Linked DNA regions of Macaca mulatta: region 1 is linked to region 2. A link is a contact called in public Hi-C data. All regions are on one chromosome and are shown on one strand. The core of a region is the stretch at or near the end of the contact, and the rest is flanking DNA. Distances in the headings are between cores, read along the strand shown.

Evidence for each region. A called contact is a pair of places that touch in the nucleus more often than the background predicts.
Region 1: a contact with region 2 is called in a Hi-C map of fetal cortical plate, with 1.7 times the contacts expected there. The contact joins the promoter of KBTBD2 here to the promoter of NT5C3A in region 2. A contact is called at or near these places in 2 of 14 Hi-C or Micro-C datasets (fetal cortex germinal zone and fetal cortical plate).

Annotation. Positions count from the first base shown.
Region 1 is chr3:95,452,930-95,459,742 of T2T-MMU8v2.0, reverse strand. KBTBD2 (kelch repeat and BTB domain containing 2) reads right to left here and starts at 5,552. Exons shown (of 4, transcript NM_001257464.1): 1 at 5,301-5,552.
Region 2 is chr3:95,264,491-95,271,577 of T2T-MMU8v2.0, reverse strand. It overlaps NT5C3A (5'-nucleotidase, cytosolic IIIA), which reads right to left and starts at 5,451. Exons shown (of 9, transcript NM_001261493.1): 1 at 5,229-5,451. The coding sequence starts at 5,381.

The DNA of each region.
Region 1 (6,813 bases), core at 4,303-6,802, 190 kb before region 2:
TAGAGATGACTTAAAGTATTGGGAGGATATTGAAAATACTACGGCATTTTATATCAGAGACCTGAGTGTCCTTCGATCTTCATACCCCAAAGGGATCTAAGAACTAATATTCCACTGAAACCAAGAGACAACTGTGTTTCTATTCAACAAATTTAAGTTGGTTTTCTGAATTCCTCACTTAACTTTCCTATAAAATAACAGTATTAAAAAGAGGTTTAACTCTTCACTGTAAGCAGCAAAATATGACTGAAAGTGTATCAGCAAAGAAAATTTACACAAAGCAAATACTACTTTAATACTCATAAAGAGATAACAGTGACAGTGAATTTGTTTTACAGATTCTGATTATTAATATTAAAGGATAAGGAACCAAGATGAAAGGTATGAAATGTTGAAATTTTTAAAAATCCCAAATACTTTAAAGTATCAGAGGTTGATGGCAGTGTTTTGGTTTTTTGAGGTGAGGTGGTGGGGGGGGAATGATAGATGTCTAATTTCACTTTGAAACCAAGTATTCATTCCTAGAGGTGTGTACTTTGTAGCATCCTCCCACTGAGTAGCCTGGAAACACAAATAGAAGCAAAGCAAACTTTTCCAATGTTAACCAGGCAGAATATAGAGATCGAGGAACGAATAAAGGATTAAAGAACTATTGAACGTGATAAAGAGACCAATCAGCAATTAACTGAGCTGTGGATGAAAAGATGGGAAAGACGCTGCTAGCAAGGCCTGCTACAGTAAGTACAGTAGTAGGTACAAAGTTTCCACTGGACAGGAGTTTTAGTGATCTATTACACAGCATGGTGATCATCGCAGTTAACAATAATATATCACATATTTCAAAACTGCTAAAGATTCTAAATGTTCTCACCACAAAAAAGTAGATGAGGTGATAGATGTTAACAGCCTGATTTCATCATTCCTCAATGTGTACATAGATTGAAACATCACATTGTAGCCCACAAATACATACAATTATTATTTGCCAACTAAAAAATAAAATAAATTATATAGTAGGAATGAAGGATAGGTCTCCCCCCAGGAACGGCAGTGCGGCTATAAATAATTCACCTGTAGGAAGCACATTCAAACTGTATATTACTAACTTAGGGATTGCTGCATCTCCCAATGCTACAAATGTTAACAGAGAAGATTAAAAATGTTTTTTGGAAAAGATCCAAGGCATTCTCCATGGAGGTCAACTGTTGAAAAAAAAAAAAATTGAGTACAAACCCAAACTACTTGGGTTAAAGCTCCAGTTCTGCAACTTAATAGTTCTGCGGCCCTTTGTAAGTTATTTATTCTCTATGCCTCAGTTTGCTCATCTATAAAATGGGGTTAAAAGTAGAACTCTCAATGAATTGTTTTAGGGTTACATTTCATACTTGGTTCAGTATCTGATACATAGCACTACTACATAAATATTCGAAATTATTTGTATTAACCCACCCACTGGTGAAGCTTTTGTAGCACTTTCCCAACTCCTGGATTCCCCACCTACACCAGTCTAAAGATTCCAATTTCAGCCAGGCGCGGTGGCTCAAGCCTGTAATCCCAGCACTTTGGGAGGCCAAGGCGGGTGGATCACGAGGTCAGGAGATCGAGACCATCCTGGCTAACACGGTGAAACCCCCCTCTCTACTAAAAAATACAAAAAACTAGCCAGGCGAGGTGGTGGGCGCCTGTAGTCCCAGCTACTCGGAGGCTGAGGCAGGAGAATGGCGTAAACCCGGGAGGCGGAGCTTGCAGTGAGCTGAGATCCGGCCACTGCACTCCAGCCTGGGTGACAGAGCGAGACTCCGTCTCAAAAAAAAAAAAAAAAAAAAGATTCCAATTTCAAGGTCTCAGCACTCTCTTTTTATTCTGTCTAAATGGTATTTTACATAAGAGAAATCCAATGTTCTTAGAGAATATTGGGGCTTTTTTGCAAACATTTGACATTTGAAATCTGAATTCAGTGTTCTAAAATAAGATTTTTTTTTCTTTTTTCCTTTTCTCACACATTATATTTTGATGGTACAAATAATGAAACAAACTAGCGCTTAAAAAAGACTAATCTTGAGAAGGCTGATGTCAGTGTAAAAAACTAAATCAGAGTCCAGGAAGGCACCAGTCATAAAACAAGCCTTTCTTTATTTCAATGAGATAGTTTTCTCCTTAGGAAGGACAAGAGATCGGCGCTAGAAACAGTATGCTTTCAAGTTATCAAAACAACCATGACAGTTGAGAAATGTCTGGAAAAGACCATTTGGTCTTTAGATTGTCAACTGCTATACAAACAGAATTTTCTTGGAGTTGTGACAGGCATCAATTAAAAAACAAACCAAAAAAAACCAAAAACCTGGCCTTTTGAAGAATCTATCAAGTTTTAAAAATTTCAGCATACTCGCAGTGAGCCGAGATCGCGCCACTGCACTCCAGGCTGGTGGACAGAGCGAGACTCAGTCTCAAAAAAACAAATTTTTTTTTTCAGCATAGCCTCACTTACTCTAGTCACATTCAGAGCTTAGGTCTCTTCCTCTGTGTTCTCTTTCCAATCACACTGAGAGATGACATGGCTCCATCAGGTTAATTATGCTCAGCACTCTAAGTAAATTCAGGTCACAAGTATAAGCTGTACTATATTATGATTAATAAGTTATTTCACTTCTAAAAAATTAAACAAGAACATAAAGGCAATGCCACCTGTGATACAATAATTATGAGTATAGTATGTCCTTTTATTTTGGATATCACTTTTCCTTTTTCCTCTCAGCTCTGCACAGTGACTTAAGAAAGCTGGGGAAAGGTGGCCAGCGTGATGGCTCACGCCTGTAATCTCAGCACTTTGGGAGGCCCGGGCGGGCGGATCACGAAGTCAGGAGATCAAGACCATCCTGGCTAACTCGGTGAAACCCCGTCTCTACTAAAAATACAAAAATTAGCCGGGTGTGGACTACTCAGGAGGCTGAGGCAGGAGAATGGGGTGAACCTGGGAGGCGGAGCTTGCAGTGAGCCAAGATCGCGCCACCGCACTCCAGCCAGGGCAGCCTGAGCGACAGAGGACACTCCGTCTCATTGAAAAAAAAAAAAAAAAAAACTTACTTTAGATGGGCCAGAAGCGGTGGCTCACGCCTGTAATCCCAGCACTTTGGGAGGCAGAGGTGGGCGGATCACAAGGTCAGGAGTTCGAGACCAGCCTGACCAACATAGTGAAATCTTGTCTCTACTAAACATACAAAAATTAGCCGGGCCTGGTGGCACACACCTGCAATCCCAGCTACTAAGGAGGCTGAGGCAGGAGAATCGCTTGAACCCCGGAGGCGGAGGTTGCAGTGAGTCGAGATCATGACACTGCACTCCAGCCTGGTCAACAGAGCGAGATTCCATCTCAAAAAAAAAAAAAAAAAAAAAAAAATTACTTGAGATCAACCTGTCATTTCTAATACTAAGTTATTTAAGTATCACTTGGTCTATTGAAACTCTACAAAACTGAAAACATTAAGCTAACAACTTCAAAATTTTCACTCATATTTTACGACACCAGAACCAATCCTTTTTCCTGGCCTTAGGAAAGTGGGCAAAGAGAAGAGGGGAAGGGAAGGGGGACTCTTTTTTAAATGTGTAACATCTTTGGAAAAACCAATGTATCATTTGGCTTTTAAGACTGCATTCAAGTTTCTAGGAATTTACCTTGCACATTTAATGTTCAATGTTTAGGAATGAAAAGCTCGACATTTCTACCAACCAGAAGAAAATCTATGGAGGAGCATGGACATATGTACTGATACCTCTATTCCCTCCCATCTCCTTACATGCCCTGTGAATAACATAAGTTAACAGATTTTATAATGCTTCTTATGGGAACAAAAAAGGGAGTAGAGTTATAGCACTCATGAAGTCTTCCTACAAAACTGTGCAAAGAAAACAGCACTATGTGGAAACGTGTGGACTACAGAGCATGCTCAACAGAAAGGCCACAGCACTCCAGAGTTACTGACAGAAGACAACCTCTTGAGGATTCCAGGCCCCAACCTAAAAGGGCTTCAATAAGCACTAAGCCAACAGAAGATCAAAGGGAAGAAGTAAGCTTAGTTATCAGCCAGATGAAAAGAATAGCAAAATTCCACATCATCGAGATTGGAAAACAACCGACTGGCTTTTCAATTTACTTTAGGTCAGAAAAAACAGTCGGGAAAAAAAGTCCTTATCAAAGGTTAACCAAACTAAGTCATTCACAATTACAAGGGATCTAAGATCCATACTACTCAAATTCGGCAAAAATGTACAACTCAGAGGGAAGCGGGGGAATCCCTGTTAATTAGTTGCCTCGATAAAAAGAAAATATCCTTTTGGTCAGTGCACAGCGTTGATAGGGTTTCGTTTCTGAATGCCTGAATGCTCAGTGAGCCCGACGTACAGATTCATGTATAAACAACACGTGACCAGTCCGGTCCCCAACGTCTTCAGGAGGCTAATTGACACAGAAAATAGTTCACACAAACATCCCTTCTTAAAGTTCGTTTGTATTTTGAATTATTTTCCTGTTTTCACTGGTAGCCCGTGGAACGGACACTCCTCTACCTTTTGAGGCAGGTGAAGAAAGAGTTCTTAGATAGCTAAGCCCAGGGGAAAAAAAAACGTTAACTCAAAATAACTACTCCACATCAAACTAAGACATTTTTCTATTCCCCGGTTTCTCAATTCGTAGGGAGAGGGAGGTGGTCGAATTCAAGGAAGTCAAAGATTTCACAAAGTAAACACGTACACAATTTTCCGTTTCAAAGGGCAGTTTCTGCTTTCTTTTTTAAGTCGATATAGCCCGCAATAGGAGCTCTGTTCGTCTAGACCTCTCTTGGTACTCAGATGTACCGGGGGGAAACACAGGAAAGGGGTGTCCCCCTTCGGCCCACCATGTCGCGAACACGTCGCGAGTCTTTAAGAGAAACAGCTCTACTTCGGTAAGGGCGGGCGCGAGCCGAGGCCAGGGCGCCGCCCGGGAGCCCCGCGGCCGCCGAGGCGCCCGGTGCCGGGGCGGAAACGCCCAGCGAGCTGCGGATCGGGCCGCCCCTTCCCCGCGGACCGGCCCGGAGCCCCGCCGCCCTGGGGCCGCCGCGGGATGCGGAGGGCGGCGCCGGTCGGCCGCGCCCCTCCCCCGCCCGCAACGGAAGCGACTCCGGTTTGAAAGATGCCGCGGCCGCCGCCCCCCACCAGCGGAGCCACAAAGGGCCGAGCCCCCTCCCGCCAGAGCCCTCCTCCCCGGCCCCTCCACGGGTCGCCGCGGGCTCCCCGCTCGCCCGATGCTGGCGTCGCCTGCTCACCCGCGTCCCTCGGTCTTGAGGGGTGAGATCCGGTCCAGCCGGCGGCCCCGTCCACACTGGGCCCCTCCGGCGCGGCGGCGGGGGCGTGGCCCTCCTGCCGCGGCCTCGACCGGGGTCTCGCCTCCGCCTCCGGCCGAGAAAGGTTGGCGCCGCCGCCTCTTCCTTCCGGTTTCCCCTCGCACCCTCCCTCGCTCGGTCAGTCCAACGCGGAAAGCAGCGTCCTCTGCGGGCGCCGCCGCACGCTCCTCAGGGCCCGACCACCGCCAGACTCCTCCCCCGGGAGCCGCGGCGCCCGCCCGCGCCGCCTCGTCAGCCCGGGGCCGCGAGACGCCGGGCCCGCCGCTCCCGCCCCGCCCGCCCCGCCCCCGCCCGCGGCCCGGGAACGCGCGGGCAGCGGACCGTTGGCCCGCCTGCGGCGCCCGCCTTCGCCACGCTGCCCTCCCGCCTCGCGCGCGCGCGCCTGTCGGCACTAGCGGCAGTTTTGCAGTTTCCCGGGTCCTCGCGACTGTCCCCCGCCCCTCCCTTACTCTAGCTGCCCCCGCCCTTTTCCTCTGCCGGATACCACCGGAAAGCCAAAACAATTGGGGCCGCGCAGGCGCGAAAAAGGAAACGGAAAGAGCAGGAAGGGTGGGGGCGGTGCGAGGTGACGGGAAGCGTAATTGAAGGGGGTTCCCGGGAAAGGTCACGGGAGAACCCTAGAGGGGCGCGTGCGCGGCAGAAGGGCGCTCCGAGGAGCCGCGGCACCCGAGGCCTCGGGCTTAGACTGGCGGATGGAGAGGTCCGACAAGTTCATTGATAGGAAATATAGACAGCAAAACACCAATTGTTTTGCCGAAGGAGATGTTTTACCCCTTGGAATTTCCCCTGAAATACAGATTTTTGCAGGCTGGCTCGGAGAGTGGGAATGAGTAGGACTAAACAATACCAGCCCGGGGGCAGGAGAAAGTTGAGGCGTTGGGCGGGTCGCTTTGTTCCCGCAGCACGTCTTCTCCAGATCATGCCCTCCTCTCTCCGGCGCCGCTTCGGCTTTTTCCGAGGCTAAGGAAGAACTCAGAGCAGCACCCGAAAGGGCCCGCAGTTGGGAGAGGTTAGGGGAAAAAGGAGAGGCGTCTGGGTGCGGACGGCAACCCCGGCGTGTGAAGCCTTCCGTTTTGTGCTGCAATGCAGTGGCTGCACCGCAACCCCCCGAGTTCCAAAAGAGCGCCTTCAGCGTTGCTTCACAAAGCGAAACGTTTGTAGCAGCAGCTAATGGCTGTGGCCCGTGCTGGTTTAGTTAACTTGGCACAGCTTGCTGGCAGGCAGGCTGTAAATTTGCTCTCTCATTTGCTAGAAGCTATTCGTGGATCAAAAAATTGTCAGAAATGCCCACACAGACTCCACCTACCTTCCTAACTTACAGTCTTGGCACAAGCCCAATCTAGAGAATATAGATGACTAATTATAATCTGAAAGGCCATACAGTACATTACTGAAGGGAGCCTCTTCCTGTAAACTAGGCTAGATCAACTGAATG
Region 2 (7,087 bases), core at 4,202-6,701:
TATATTGTCTTAAAAGTGGAAGAAGGGAAGAAGTTTTTGTTAACAGTTTATCTACTAGGACCAGACACAGTTGGCACACACCTGTAATCCTAGCATTTTGGGAGGCCAAGATGGGTGGATCTCTTGAGCCCAGGAATTTGACACCAGCCTGGGCAATGTGGCAAAACCCCCATCTCTACAAAAAATACAAAAGTTAGTTGGGCCTGGTGGTGCATGCTTTAGTCCTGGCTACTCTGAAGGCCGAGGTGGGAGGATGGCTCGAGCCCAGGAGGTGGAGGTTGCAGTGAGCTGAGATTCAACCACTGCACTCCAGCCTGGGTGACAGAGTGAGACCCTGCCTCAAAAATAAAATAAAATAAGAAAAGAAATTTATGTCCTAGAAAGAAATACAGTAAAGTTTCAAAAAAAAAACCACATCAGCTACTTAAGAAGTAACAGTTGGTGTTAACAACAAAGCAGTAAATAGTTGAGATATGTTTAAATTGGAAATGACCATTTTTAACTGGTTGTGGAGGTTCTAGTGACAGTTCCATCTCCCCTATCCTGCTGTCTAAATAATTTCCTACCTTCCTTGATGCTCTTTAGGGGCTAAACTTAAGACTACACATTCGTTCTGGTGTTGTGTTTGCATTTTACTTCACTGGATAAATACTCTAAGAGAATTTAATAAAGGATATTAGAATAACTGAAGAAGATTAAGCAATTTCATTTTTTTTTTTTCCTTTTGGTTCTTTCTTTGAATTCTAGTCTCATCCTCTTTTTGGTAGCTTTCTATTAAAGAAAAACTGAAAATCTGCTGATAAAAATAGAATGCATTCTGGTATTGCAGGAGAAATTAGAAAAGAAGTTGGTAGGTAACATTTGAAAGAGGTGTCATTTAGTAGGAAAAAATCAGATTAACTGGATAGAAGTAAAGAATGAAGTAGGTGGAGGCAATTAATTAATCTAAGGCCGCAAATAATAAGATATAATAAGAATATGGAGAATAAGTAACTATAACTCAGTATGAGTAGTATTTTTTTTTTTTTTTTTTTTTTTTTGAGATGACATCCTGCTCTGTCGTGCAGGCTGGAGTACAATGGCGCGATCTCGGCTCACTGCAACCTCTGCCTCTTGGGTTCAAGCAATTCTCCTGCCTCAACCTCCCAAGTAGCTGGGATTACAGGCACCCGCCACCACACTTGATTTTAAAAAAATTTTATTAGAGATGGGGTTTCACCATGTTGGTCAGGCTGGTCTCAAACTCCTGATCTCAGGTGATCTGCCTGCCTTGGCCTCCCAAAGTGCTGGGATTACAGGTGTGAGCCAACGTGCCTGGCCCAGAGTAATCTCTTTCAGACAGACAGAGATGTTCCGTATTCGCTTCGAAGGGCATCTGTCCACATCTCCCCTAGAACTTTGCTAGACTGATTATTCTTTCTCCTCTGCTTATCTTTAACCATTTGCTTTTCACTACTCCTCTGCCCACCAACACACTCGTGTGCCAACCGTTTGAAAAACAAAACAAAATACCCATCCTCAGCACAACTATTTCCTCTGCCCAATAGTCGTTTTTAGTTTTCTTCACATCATTGTTTTACCAATGGTGGCTCAACCCCCTGCTTTCAGACCAACTTCTGACCTTGTCATCAACTTCTGACCTTAGAGAAGATGGACACAGCTAATTCTGCCCCTTCTTTTGGAAACATTTCCTGTTATTCCACCTCTGACAGCTTTCAGCGTCTTTAATGAACACTCCTTCAATGTTAGGCATTGCCAAGTTTTCTGTTTTCTTCTTGCTGTAAAACTATGGATGAGAAATAATATCCATCTCCACACTTGCCACTGAGAGGTTAGACATTTGGGAAAATATTATTTCTAGCCCCAATTTCTCTTTAGAGCAGCACCAGCCTTCCATTTTTAGTTGCTGTTGCTAATAATAATAATAAGTAATGTATATGTTGGTTACTTTGGGCCAGGTACTTTTCTAAGCACTTTAAATATATTTACTATTTCATGAACATTTCTACTTGGTCATTTCTCGATCATCTCAAATTTCATATGACTTAAAGTGAACTTGTTATTCCACATTTCCCTTACCTCCTGGCTACTTTCCAAACCTGCTGCTTTTTCCTCCTCTTCATCTTGGCTAATAATATATCCAGAATCAGCAGTTACCTGATAACCTTAAAGTTATTTCTTCTTATAATTAATCCCTTTGTTTAATGATAACCAATAATAAGCTCTGAAAGAAAGCAATTATGTTCTAGGTACTGTGTTATCTCATTTAATCCTCACAACCTATGAAGTAGGTACTATCATTATCTCCCAATTAATATATGAAAAATGGGAGATTCACAGAGGTTAAGTAATTTGCCCAAGGTCACATGGCTTGATAAATGAGAAAAACCAGATTCAAAACTAGGTTTGTATGACCCTACAGTCTGTGCTGCCACAAAGTCCCGTTGATTTTATCTCTGAAATGTTTGTCTCCTGATCCCTTATTTCCATACCTCTTGCTAGTGGCATAGTTTAAGGCCTCTAATCCTCTTTCGCAAGAAATACTACCAACCTCCTAAATTTCTTTCTTTCCAGGATCTTCCCTTCCAATCCACTTTATTTTCATAAAACACAGTATTGGGTGTTTTGTTTCTTTGTTTTGAGACTCTGGGTGACTCTGTCACCCAAGCTCGAGTGCAGTGGTATGATCATGACTCACTGCAGCCTCAACCACCTTGACTCAAGAGATTCCACTTCTGGCCCGTAAGTAGCTGGGACTACACTACAGGTGTGTGCCACTGCACTGGCTAATATCTTTATTTTTTGTAGAGAAAGGGTCTCCCTATGCTGCCTAGGCTGGTCTCGAACTCCTGGGCTCAAGGGATCCTCCCGCCTCAGCCTCTGAAAGTGCTAGGATTGCAGGCGAGAGCCACCTTACCTTGCCAAAGTAAACCTTCGATGATCTTTTGTTGCAAAATAAAGAGCAAACTCTTTATAATGGCTTTACAAAATTCCTTTACAATTCAGTTTCTTGATCCACATTCTCTTTCATTCTTTTCTTTTTTTTCGAGACCGGGTGCTCCCACCTCACCCTCCCGAAGTGTTGGGGTTACAGGTGTGAGCCACCATGCCTGGCCATGACTGGCTTCTTCTGTACATTAATCTTGCAGGCCTATGGAATATTTCAGCTGTAGCATAAACAACCCACTAGCAACTTCCTCATGTCTCTCAATTAAAAACTCCTGAAAGACAATGCATCCTTTTGAGCCAAGTCCCAGAAGTTACTGGTTTTCTTAGCCAGTTAGATAGGCCCAACTTGGTTAGGTAGTTAACTCTACTAGCTGTGTCCAATATGAGCTATGTCTATTGGACATCATGGGTTTGCAGAGATTTTTCTGAAGGAGGAGGGGAGAGGATGGGCAGAGCAGACCCACATTATTACAGAAAGATAGAACCAGGATTCCACCCCAGGTCTTCTGACCTCCAGTCAAATACTTCTTCCACTTGAAGAAGCAAACTATTAAAATTTAAAAAGTTAACATGAGCTGTTTTCACTTTTTCCATTGAAAAGCTACTAGCAGGCTACACATATATTACAATCTGAATCGATACACTATGCATACATGTAAATAATGACTGATTTCTTTAGTACAAATAAGTTGGTATTCTTGATAGGTCTTCATTATTTGTCACAAAGATAGCAAACTGTTCCTATGATGGTATCATTGAAGGATTTTGTGAAAACATTGATTTTTAACCTTACTTGGCTTAGAGAAGCGGTATAACAGACCAATCTACAGTTTAAGCACAGACAGGGAGATATGGCAACCCGGTTTTTTCCCCTACACAGGCATTATTAACCTTGGGTTGTGGGCAAAAGCAAGCCAAGTTTTCTGAGCAGGAAAGCAACAAGAGCAAAATGAAACTTCTGAGATAAAACCATTTGCTGCTGTGGGCCTATAGAAGTGGGAGAAACGAATTTTCATAAGCCTTTAGAATGATTAAGACCCTTTAAGAATAAATTAATTCAAAATTGTGGAATATTATTGTAATATGAGACAAGTGGGAACTTTTTTTTTTTTTTTCAAAGAGGGTCTCGCTATGTTTCCCAGGCTGGAGTGCAGCAGCTAGCTATTCACAGGTGTGATTACAACCTTGAACTCCCAGACTCAAGTGATCCTCCTTTCAGCCTCCCAAATAGCTGGGACACTGGCTACTTTTAATTATGCAAATCTGGCTGTATTCAACCTGGGGTCAATACAACCTACAGGACAAATCGTGTCTTTCATCAGTTTGAACATATTGCAGGTGCTGAGAAATTCCAAGTATTACAACCTAAAATGATATTATTTAGTGTAGTAGATTTAAAATTTTTCTCTGTCATCTGACCCTAGATGTTCATCTGATCCTAAATGTTCACATGTATAGCACACGGTCAGGCGTATACCCAGGATTATGCATTTCAGAAAATACATAAGAATCCAAGTTTGTGCAAGAATTGTCTTCCTGAGTGGGATCTAATTAAAATACAAAACGAAACTAAATATCCTTATTTTTGAAACGAATTACTTATAATGTATCTCAAATGTAATTATTGACACACCCTCTTCGATAAAAAATTAAATTCGAAAATTTATACAAGAGCTTTGGGAGTTAAGATGAACAAAAATATATTTCGTGGGAGTTTTGAGACAAGAAGGAATACATTCAAACACAAAATAAACTATCCTGAATTTCTTCTGGATTGTCATTCTTGTAAAATTTTAGATATTGCACATTTTCATAATCTAACTCATGGCAGTCCCAACATAAAACAACTAGTCCTCTGCGGGAATTGTAACTAGATGAGCGGCAACGGTTTGACGCGGATCCGGGAGGAGGGCGGGAGCAAGGCAGGGAGAGAAGGAGCGGCCTGCCCAGGACATGCAGCTTATCTCTAGAGAAACGGGTTTTGCAGCACAAGGTAGCCTGTGTCCGATTCATCTATTTTCTGCCTTGCTCCTTCAAATGGAAACCTAACAAAGACCACAGGCAGCCGAGGGCCGCAGCCGCAACCCTGGTCACCAAGCCCGAGGAGTGGCCGCACGCGGGGCAGCCGCGTCCTCCAAGCTGCTCGTCCCGAGCTAGCGAGATCCCAGCCTGACAGGCGACGCCGGCAGCTCCCGGTCGCGACCGAGCAGCGGCCAAGGCCAGCTGACGGCCCAGCCGGTCCCTCGCGTGCTCTGGGCGCGCCGAGCCTCCACACTCACCATCTCGATGATCTTGGTCTTCCGCCCCGTCTTCCTCTTCAAGGTGAATATGTACTGAGCCAGCACCACCCCCGCCACCAGGGCGCACACGCTGGCGCTCGCTACCGCGCCCACCCTCGCCACGGCCGCGCGGTCCATGGACGGGGCCCTCATGCGCGTCCCAGCAGGAAAAAAACAGGCAACTCGCGGAGACTGCGAGTCTCAGAAGCGCGGGATCCCAGAGCACCAGGGACGAGCCCGCGACACCCCGCCCCGCGCAGCTCCGCCCCCACGAAGCCCCACCCACACGCCATCGATGGGAGAGGCGGGGACGCGGCGGGAGGGGCGTGGCTTGTGCCCGGAGCCCAGGCTGGGGGCGGGCCTTCCGCAGACTCAGGGTCTCAGGAGCTGCTGCCAGGGCAGGGCAGAGTATTGCAGTAATTATCCTTCTCTGCTAATGAGGATTAGGCCGTGGTTCACTCGAGCCCCGCCCCAATAGAAATCTAATTCCAACCGCGGCCCACTCAGAAGTCGGTCGCCACCTTTGCGCCTCAGCCCCTCTGGACTCCGGCCCCCAGAAGGCGGTGCGGCACGGTGTGACCTGCGCAGTGGCGTCCGTTGTAAGTGCTATGACAACCGGGCGAAGACGGCTCAGAATTAGGCCGGGGAGGGTAGGTGTCCCTTCCGCCGCGGCCGTCGGGTTTCTGCTACATCCCATTCGCCGCCTCCGAAATCCTTTCCTCCTCTGTGTGAGCAGAAGGGCTTGCAGTTGTTCTCTCCTGCCTAGTGTCTTCCAAGGGATAGATGCCATTTCCTCTGCTAGTCTCTGGGGGTGACGAGGGGCGCAGCGGAGCTTCTTGGGGAAATCGCTCCAACTCTGTGGAGCTGGTGGTGCTGCCTGGTGGGGCCCCCTCTTCCCGGGACGTGGAACAACTTTCAGCCGGAGGACGAGAGGAAATAGTTGTAGGAGAGGAAAAATTGTTTCCTTCTAGCCTTTTAGATTATTTGGCTGGTCTACAAATTACATTGATGTAAGACAGAGGAACATGAGAAAAACAATTTGTCGACCGAAAGGTGAAATAACAGGCACTAAAACTTAAAGAAATCATTGTTAGTTTTATTATCGGCCAAGTTTGAGGACTTAAGCCTGGGAACATAGACTCAGTATAGACCGAGAACGTGTCCCAAAGTAAGTTAGCTGGGAGTATAACCTGAGGAAGACTGAGTTTTAATACTGTAATATTTGATTATCAATATCCATATTACTGTGTCATTTTGTCTCCAGAGTAATTTTTTATGAATCCGGTTTTGCACCAAATAGCAATATGACTTAAATGTTGTCTGATTGTGAGGCCTAAGATGGTCACAGCCTCATTTATCTTTCTTCCTCAACAAAAACATCTTTTTTTTTTCCATATATTACATATTATTTTGAATGGGTAGAGACTAAAGCCATGTTTCTATAATTTCAGGATTTTAAACATTTTGTAGACAATAACATTCGTCTTGAAGCTGTGTACAATCTAAAACAGAAATGGAGTTCCAAATTTTGTTTTTGTAATACGGCCCATCAACTGCACATGGGAAGAATGTGGGTACTCTGAAATGTGATGTATATTTTAACTAGTTATACTATATCATAGGTCTGATTATCATATATATGAGATGTTAAAGCTGTAGGAGTAAAGTCTATTAGACTACAAACCCTGGTAGTAAATTTCCAGGAGGAAAGGGGGTCCATATGTTTTTGTAAGTGTAAACCTTGTCTTTCTGAATCTAAGAGGGTTGGAGGCCATGTTTGGAGGCCATTTCAGCTTCTATGTGAATTAACATATTAATTACTCTTATTGAAAGAGATGAAAGATCTTGATATGGTTTGA